Regions from separate parts of the Columba livia genome. Here region 1 is linked to region 2. Evidence: chromatin contacts called from public Hi-C data. All regions are on one chromosome and are shown on one strand. The core of a region is the stretch at or near the end of the contact, and the rest is flanking DNA. Distances in the headings are between cores, read along the strand shown.

Region 1 (4,556 bases), core at 1,351-3,850, 130 kb after region 2:
TTTAGTGGCAGCTGTTAAGCTTTCTATAATAGGAGCTTAAGAGAGTGGGCATTATGTAATGCCCAATTCCAAAGGTATTTTATGTTCTCTGACATCTCTTGTCATGTTTTTGATAAAGGTTGAGCCATTAGACAAATTCCTTAGAGATTACTTTAGTGTAGTTACCTTCAGAGGTGCCAGGAAACGTCAATCCATCTTTTCTGGCTAATTTGCCTTAAAAACCTTTCATTTTGCTTTCTCTGTAGTTGTGATGGCTATAATGTGATAGAAAACAGTTGGCACACTTTAAGTGGGGTGAGACAGAAGCATCATGCTGTGCAGAAATGGTATTCCTCTCTGGAATTAAGCCGTGGGCTGGACATGGTGTTGTTCGCACCTCTTGCCAATTTGTCCCTGGAGTCTTTACTGAAATAAAAGGAAGTAAGACTAATACTGAGTAATACTAAACTCTAAGTAGCATCTCCATAGTAAAATTTTGTAAAAAAGATGACAAAATATTTTTACACTTGAAAGGCAGACATGGGGAAGTCAGGGAATGCAGAACTGAGACATTTGAAGCAACACAAGTCTGGCCTCATCAGTGTCTGCATCTTCTGCTACATGATCTGAGACTTCTTTTACAGGATTCCATAGGTTAAAGAGAACAAAGGCTGATGCCTCACCCATGCCCAGTTATTCAGTGTTTCTTCTACAAAACTGGGTGTACACTAGACAACTTTGAATTCTCAGTTTGTCTTAAACACCTGATTGTACCTTCCAGCTATTAGTAATGCATTCTCAGCATTACAATGTATGAAGATTTGTGAAATTTACAAGTGAAAGCCCTGGAAATCAAGACAATAATAACAAAAAATCTGAAAGTTAATTTCCTGACTTTTTTTTTTTTTCCCAAGTCTTATTTGTGAGAGCTTTCTCCTATTAACATCTACTTAGTGCTTCACTAAATCTGATCTCCTGATTACACATTGATCTAATGTTATTTTAGACCATTTTATGAAGCCCATCACAATCACTACCTTCACTGACAGACTGGAAAACTTTCCAGAGGTTAAATTTTCTCAGTGTCATCCAAAAAATTACAGAAAGGAGAACTCCATATTCTAAGTCCCAAGCTAATTTTCTGTCTACTGAAGGTCATGGATTTACTATATATATTTAATCCACAATTTATGTACCATTTCATTTCACAATATACTAGACTGGAAATGGCCCACTGTTTTTATACTTTGAAGGAATTTTTCCCATATAGTGTTACATCAGAAAAGGTTGGTGTCTGGTGCAATAAACAGCCAATAGTGTCAAAGACAGCAGGTTGAAGAACATTTATTTTTATCTGACTCCATGAAGACGACTCAAGCAATGGTGCTGACACAGCAGCATTGAGCTCACGCTTTGAGAAGCCTGGTAGACAGTTACATAAGGTTATACCTGTGTAAGACTTTATGTATCATCAGCACACTGTTATATATTAAATACCATTAGAGAGATGCATACTTGACTGAATACATTGTGATGCAGAGGATGTCTGTACAACATACTGCAGTATGATTCTGAAAGCCTGTTGCATACTAACAATGAGTATATTATCTCCCATGAGTAAAGCAACAGGATGAGTTTTGCAGCTTAACTTAGTTCTGTTACTGAACGTTTAACAATTTCCTGAGGTATCTCTTCTTGTGTGAAGTCCGCCTGGTTCCCTGCATTCCTGAAAACTGTCTTCCAGTGCCACCACGGAATCCAGCAGATTCTGTACACTCACATTGCACAGCCTCTGGGCCAACACTGTGTGCATCATGTACACTGTCAAGTATGGAAGGCAGTAATAACCAGGGATGCATCAGAAGAAATACCAGGCCACCAGAATGGCAAGGGAAGAATGACAGTGACTGCTGGAATTACACACAAGTGAAAGAGGACGAGCTCGTTGGGACATCCCTATTTGCCATTCTCACATTTACAGGTTATGGTGAGATGCCTGTAAGCATAAAATCCAAACTTCTGCACAAGAATCTGCACTTACTTGACACTGCCCATCTTTTTAAAAAGAAGTATAGTTTTGCCTGGATTGTAGAGCCTGACCGCTGCATTTCTAATGCAGCAGCACAACTCTGCTATTCCAGACCACAGCCCAGGCCCAAGCAGCTGCCTCGGTGCCAAGCGCTTCACAGCACGGCATCTGGGCACCGCAAAAACACCTTTCCCAAGCCTGGTCTTCCCACTCCCAGCAACCCGCCATTTCCTACACAAACCACTTCTGCACGGGACCTCAAGGAGCAGCCCCCTCCCCGCCCGCCTCACGCCGCAGGGAACTGAGGGCTAAGTGGCTCCTGTGTCAGCTGCACCCAGGCAGCGAAGCCGCGGCGGGTACGGACCTCAGGCTGGGTACGGACAGGGCGCTGTCGCTCCCCGCCGAGCGCTCCCTCCCCACACAAATCCCCCAGCGATGGCGGCCGCGGGGGTTCCGTAAGCGAACGGTGCCATGTGCCACGGAGGGGCAGTGTAACCCCCCCCTCGGCACCACCCCCTGCGATCGCTACTTGGTACAGCCCACTCAACTAGTCTCCGCCTGCCTCCTCACGCATGCGCACCCGCAAGAGCCCGTTGTCGCGCTGCCGCTGTCGCGCGTGGTCGTGCGCCTGCGCGGCGGGCCGCGCGTCAGCGGCGCGCGCCGGAAGTGTCGCTGCCGCCGTCGTCTCGCGGGAGGTGTTTGGCGGTTGGTGGCGCCGGTGTGAGGCAAAGCGCGGGAGCCGCCGCCATGACCTCCGCCTTGGAGAACTACATCAACCGTATCCTTCCCGGGGCAGCCCCGAGGGCCGTGGGAACGCACCTGTTCTCTCCTTCACGCCCGTGAGGATGCGGGGCGGCGGGGGGCAGGGGCCCTAGCGACTCGGTGCGCTGAGGGCCGGGCTGGTGGCTGCAGCGCGGCGCGGGGTTGGATGCCAGAGCTGCTGCGGGGATCGGTCACCTGCGGGCCCGGCAGGGTGTGCGCTGCGAAGGGGTCCCCAGCCCCAGCCAGGCTGCTGAACGGCCTGTGCGAAGCTTTTTGGCCGGGGCCTCTGGCCGCCCGTGTCCCACTCCCGCGGGCGGTGTCGCTGCTTGGGGCCTTCCCGCTTGGCGCTGTGGGTTTCTCCTAAGACTGGCTTGGCGGTAGAATGGAGGTTACAGGAGGCCCAGGGAATCGGGTCCCCGGTAGCGTCAAGTGCTGCACACCCGGCCCTTGCTTGATCTGCGACGAGGGACGAGATTTACAATGAGCCTGGCCACTCTAAGGGCTCTTAACGTGTGTTTAGTTATCAGCTTTACATCATTTGCTCAGAAGCTGTGAGTTAGTGTTCTTCGAGCCCTTTTCTTGCCAGCTTTTTGTACTCCTGATAACCCATGGCCATTTTCAATTTTATTCACAAGCGCTAAGGTTGTAACCCAGAATCATTCAGGATGATGGATATGTGATCATCCAATTGGCGTAGTCACGCTATCCATGTGAGGACTGTAGAATGCCAGACTTGAGATCCCCACTGCTAAGCTGTTCTTAAAGGCTTAGGTTAAAGTGTTTATAAAACTGTTGATGTTCTTTCAGTAGTAGTAGTGTGATGAGTAATGGGAAGAGAAGTGAATCTTTAATCTGCTTTCAATGGTGTTCATGCTTGTCTGTGATTCTCCATGGCTGGGTAAAGTGAAACTTTAAAACAGATTGTCATAAATAATACTGTGTTGTCAAATGTCACTATTAACCATGCTGCTTAAAGAAGCGTTGATAGGCTTTTTTGGCTCTTAATGTCTCTTAAAACTTAATTTACATATGAATGTTGCAGAAAACATTAACAACTCTATTTCAGATGTCTAAACATTTCCTTAATGAACTATCAGGTACTGTTGCAGTAATTACTTCTGATGGAAGAATGATTGTGGTGAGACATCTATTTTTTAACATTTTATTTACCTTCTTAAGGGCTTTCCACCATGGCAATAAAAAAACAACATGCCAGGATATTATCAATTACATGTTCACACCTTTACAGAGCGTTTTTTAAAACTTTATGGCCATTATTTTATATTGTACAATTTAAACTCTTACTTGTTCTTGCCAATCAACTTTGTCCATTAATAAACTTGTGTACTTTGACCTTTTATCAAATGACCTTTACTGTAGGAACGCACAAGAAAATGCATTTCTTTCTCTGTTCAGTAATTTGATTTATATCTAAAATGTCCTCTTTGTTCGGTGAACTCTTCCGCTTTCGTTATAAAACCATTTCTTCCATATAGTTACAGGAGAACTGATAATTGCTGAAGAATTGCTATGGCATTCTGTTTAAGTGTGAAAAACTGAGGATTGGAAAACTTATATATTAGACTGTATAATGCTGTGTTCTTATTGCTTCTGCATTTTTTTTCTTGTATTCCTACCCCCATGCCCATGTATTACTTTTTCTTGTTTTGAGTTTAAAATACTGGTATGACCATAGCATGAGGCATATATCTTTCTGTCTGTACTTACCTTTGTGTGGCCTCTGGGAAGAGAAAACAGTACTTTTAGCAGAAATATGCTAGCTTCA
Region 2 (5,173 bases), core at 224-2,723:
AGCAATAACTTTGATTTCACAGAAACCAGTGCCCCCTTCCTTCGAGGGTCATCTACCTTCAGAAACGATCCCAAGCAAACCGTGCGCCTCAGCAGTTTTCCTGCCCTGAACTTTGCATGTGGCTGCGAGGCCGAACACTGAGCGCCGGATTTGGGACCTGACAAGGGCTGTCACCCAGGCCATTAACGCGGGCTGGGGAGCCCCGGGCGCTCCGCGGGCGCGTCTGACCACCGGGTCTGGGATGCGCCGTGCGCGGGGGAGCTGCCGGGCCGAGAGGGCTCGCTCCGCAGGGCTCAGGAGCCGGGGCCCACTGGACGAGCAGGCCCGCCCGAGAGGGCGAAGCTCGGCTCTCCTGGCGGGGGGTCGGGCCAGTGAGAGGAGCCCAGCGCTCGCCAAGGGGAGCGCAGCCTCCACCCGACACCGTTTTAACCGGCGGGCACCACACCGCGCCCGGCACCTCCTCAGGCGCCTCACCCACCCGCGGGGAACAAACGTCGGGGACGGGGGCTCTGCTCGGGTTTGGGGGGATATTTTAAGCGGGGTGTCAGACCCTGCCCCGGGGGCGCAGCCCCGCTGCCGAGAGGCCCGGGCAGCCGAGACGCCTCCACACAGCAGCGCTCGGGGCGGGAGGGGCAAGGACGCTGTCCCAGCGTCGAAAACGCCACACGGGAGGGAAGAAGGAGAAATCAAGCGCCTTGCGAGCCAAGCAAAGAGCTAAAGATCAACGTTTCCCCCACCCTCGCCCTGGTCTGACAGCTCCCAACGCCCCGGCCGCTGTCACCACCTCAGCCCGCCCGGAGAAACGGGGCGCAGCCGCGCTCGCTCTGGCGAGCGGCGGGAAAGCGGGGGGTGGGTGCGAGAGGCGAGAGCGGGGAGCGGAGCCCCCTCTCTGTGCCCCCTCACCGGAGCCCCACGCCGAGCCCGCCCCGGAGCAGCGGGAAGGAACAATGAGGGGGGGGAACCCGCCAACACCGTGGAGGGGAAGAGGGAGGTCGGCAGAGAGGGAGACCCCGCGCCCCTCTCTGTTCTCCCCCGGGGCGGGACGGGGCTCGCCTGCAGGTCTGTCGCAGGCGAGCCCTGTCCCGCCCCGGGGGAGAAGGAGGGCGGAGGGACAGAGCGGGGGAGGCAGGTCTCTAAGTGCCGCTTCGTCCCATCCCCACGGGAAGCCTTCCTCGCCGCGGCTGGGTCGAACCCCCCCTCTGCTCTCGCCGAGCCGGTTACCGCTGCCGTGGCCGCCAAGTCCTCCCGTTCGTCAGAGCCCGGCTCGCCGCTCGCGCCCTCCGTCGCCATCTTCCCGCTGTAACGGCTCCGGCGCGGAGAGCGGCGCGGAGCCGAGTGGCAGTAGCTGCCGCCGCCAGGCGCTTAACCCCCTCCCCGCCGGCAAAAAGCCCACCGGTGAGCGGGGGCGCTTAACCCCTCCGGCGCGACGCAGGCGGGGCTGCCGAAGCCGAGCCGCCCCCTTCGCCGGCCGAGGCGAGCGACTCCCGCCGGCGGGCGCTCGGGTTTCCCCACCCACCCCTTCCCCGTCCTCCATAGGGCGGCCCCGAACCAGGCGGGGGAGGGGGATAGGGACCGGGACCCCGGCGCGGGCTGCCGGGGCGCAGTGGTGGCTGAGGGGAGGGCCCCCGCCACCGCGCTGCCCCGGAGCACGCAGGCACCACTCGCCTTCCTTCCCTCTGCCGTGGCTTGGGAGCAGGCGGATGGTTATAGATGGGGTGGGAAAAAAGGGCTTTTACAGCGGCCTTGGCTCACCTGCCTGGTGAGATCCTGAAACCAGCTGAAGCCTTTGAGGGAAGAACATCTCTGTCCCTTTTTCTTTCTGGGGGTGCTGGCAAAGGGAGTCACCTCTCCTCAGCCCTTGCTTGGTGACTTGTTTTCAAGACAGGGTGACTTCAGAGCCTGTGTGAGCATGGACCTTCATCCAGGCCCATGGAGTCAGGCCCAGCACTTCAGGGCTGCTCAGCCGTGGAGCGCCCCCAGGCCTGGGGCTGCCCTTTGCCTTGTGAGGCTGGTACTGAAGCCTAAACCTGTTTTGATTCCTACAGAGGAAGGTTTGGGCTGCTGAGCTGAACCTGCTACTACACAGGCTAAATCATATGTTCCCCTCCAAGATAACCCCCTCCAGTTGTGCTACACTGTCTGTCTCCAGGGGCTGTTCCTCAAGGTCTTGCCCCACTGCTTTACCCACGCAATGGGAACCTGCCCAGTGGGCTCTACACTGAATCCAAATCTGAATGTACCCTTCTCTACAGCCAACTTGCATCCATTATTAGCTGAATTTGCCTCACTGTGTATTCTGCAGCCACACACAACTTCCACCAACAGCAGGCTTCTCTGAGCCTTGCCAGCCTCCTCCTTTCATAGTGCTGCTGCAGGTCTGGGCTCATGCTGAACTCCCTTGGCATCACAATGAGACAGAAATGGGCCAGTGACTTCCCTTGATCAAAGACACCAAGTGTTCTTCTAAGCATGGTGTACCTAAGGATGTAAGTAAAAACATGCATTAGTTTCTTAGCCTGTGCTTCACCAGAAGGACAACTAACAAGTGATTAGTAGAACAGGCCCCAACTGTAACTGTACACTGAACAGAATGAGCAGCAGGCAGTGCATAGAAACCATTACAGGGCACATAAAATACAGTAAAACAGATCCTTTCTGGATTTAGGGACTGTTTTTTCCTTAAAAATCATCTAGCTCTCCTCCTACTCAAGCTTTACACTTTTGATAACTATAGTGACTGCTCACATCCCTTCCTCCACCAAAGCTGAGAAACTCCATTGATAACACAGAGCCTAAAACAACTTTTTTTCTCAGTTCACAGAAACCTAATACCATTTAGTTGGTTTTAGGATATATAAGGATATTACCTTACTGACAGCAAAGTACCACGCATTACTCATATTAGTGCATAAATTTTAAAGAATATGTGGTGCTTCGCCATTGAGAAACTCAATGAAAAGTCGTTTGTTTCCAATGGACTTTGTCATAATTACTTCTCTCCAAAATGGTTTTAAACACTGAAGTTTATAAACTGGTTTGAGAATATATTTTCTCTTATCGATTCCTGTCTACCATTATCATTGCCAGTATTTTCCTTTTGTGTTAGAATAATCTATCAACCATCACAGTTACTTATGTGTCTTTCTAACTGAATTGGTAGAAAGCATTCATGCACCATACTGTGTAAGTACTATTTTAACTCCATCTGCATCACAACAGTGATGTAGCAAAGGCTGCACCATTTATCTCTTGCACTGCTGAGGTCATAAACTCTGGTTTAGCTGATATTTTATCAATTACCAAGTGTACATTTATCAAAATAACAATGAATATTAGATTAGTCATAGCGTTCCATCTCAGACTTGAGAGCTTCTTCATCTGAAGATAAATTTAGAGTGATTTCTGAGAGAGATGGGGGTGGTAATATCTCAGCCAGCAAAAATTTAATAGGGTAGATGGAACAGCAACACTTCATCTAAAAACCCACCCCAGACAACTAATATCCAGCACGTCATACAAACATTGGACATGGTTTGACCTCCTGTTGTGCTCAAAAAGGTGACAGGTATGTTTTGAAGGAGGAATGATCTATATTTATTCCTTATGCCGTGAAATGAATCATCACAACATTTTGAAAATATTATTGATTTTTGTAATTGTATGAGCCTATACTGCATGCTTATGTTTCTTCACTCTAATAACAGCAACAAGGCTTAGTGGTGGCATGAGAGCACTAAAATCCATATTAGGTATTACCAGTTGCTACTGGGAGTAGATTCTCATGCCGAATAGCAATCATTGATGCATCATCAGTGATGGTGGTAAGGCTCAAATATCTTTCATGTTTTGCTGCATGAAGAACACCTTTGGACTTGGTACCACCTTCAAAGTAGGAAATGTTTTTTCCTTAATTGTTAGCACTGTATCACTGGACAAGGTCTTACTTATTCTCTGGTTGCTCTGTTTATGCTCCTGACAGTCTCTCAGAACTGGCTTTCAAACCCCTCAGTAATATAGCATCTGCACACAAAATAAATGAGTTCAGAGAGAGGGACAGCATGACCTTGTGACTGCTCCTATAGTGCACTGTCATTGGTATGCCTATCTTCTACAGGGCAAAACATCTCTTCAACATGTGGCTAAGCCAGAGCCCTTCTAAGAGAAGAAATTGCCTGTGTTTTTACAGATAATTTTATCACTACTGTAAGGCAGAGGAGTTGCTTTTCTCAAAGGAAGGTGCTCAATGTTTTACTACTAGCACGTAGCTGGCAAACAATGCAATTAACTCTTTTTCTTCTGTTCCAGTTTTATTTGGCCTGAGTGACACAAAGGAAAGGCCCAGCCTGGAAGCAGGCCTTACAACCAAGCTTTAAATGTGCTTCTTTCCTGTGACTAGAGAGCTGGCACGCCACGGCGGTGGAATGTCCACACCTTATAGGATTCAGCTGCTGGACTGAATGGTGCTCATTCCCTCCATTAGCACACAACTGCTGTGATAGAAAATACATACCTTGGCTTTACATTGTCAGGGAAGCAAACTGTGATGTATCTAAATCATGCAGTATTTCAAGGCTTTACCACCTTGCTGCTAACTGTTTGCATGAAACAAAAAAATGTAAAATGGTGTTTTATTTACCCTTTTCTAAAAAATAAGCTGGTGGCTGAATCTAAAGCAAACAGGAGGCACTGAAGTCCCAAGATAATTTTTTACAGAATATTGGATATCTGAGGAAAAGTAATTAATCTTTGTATCATTGCAATCTTTTCAAAGGTCACCTCATTGCTACTTAAGGCATTTCTGCCATCACCCTCATCTAGGACTCATCAAGCTGAGCCAAACAACATAACTCAAATACTGCACTGATTACCTCTTTGGGGAACTTCTGACTTGGAAACCTATAAACAATACTCTGATAACTGAACCATTAGCTTGGGTTTTGTGAAGAAAGGATTGCTTTCTCTGGAAGATGGCACACCACTGTCTGGGTGAAATTCAATAGAAAAGGAATCAGTATTCTAGAAGGTATGTTGGCTGTTTCTGAGGATGTTAAACTCATATAAAAAAAGAAAGGTGAAAAGGAAATAAAAATCAAAGCGTTGAGAACAAAATGAGATCTCCAGTAGGCATCACCAGAAGAGATGCTTTAATTGGCTACGCACAAGGAGCATAGCT

Evidence for each region. Hi-C and Micro-C count contacts between places; a contact is called where the count stands out from the background.
Region 1: a contact with region 2 is called in a Hi-C map of crop, with 2.5 times the contacts expected there. The contact joins the promoter of LSM8 here to the promoter of CTTNBP2 in region 2. A contact is called at or near these places in 2 of 2 Hi-C or Micro-C datasets (crop and liver).

Annotation. Positions count from the first base shown.
Region 1 is chr1:185,908,384-185,912,939 of bColLiv1.pat.W.v2, forward strand. It overlaps LSM8 (LSM8 homolog, U6 small nuclear RNA associated), which reads left to right and starts at 2,601. Exons shown (of 4, transcript XM_065048818.1): 1 at 2,601-2,786; 2 at 3,868-3,908. The coding sequence starts at 2,756.
Region 2 is chr1:185,780,143-185,785,315 of bColLiv1.pat.W.v2, forward strand. CTTNBP2 (cortactin binding protein 2) reads right to left here and starts at 1,474. Exons shown (of 23, transcript XM_065048799.1): 1 at 1,222-1,474. The coding sequence starts at 1,290.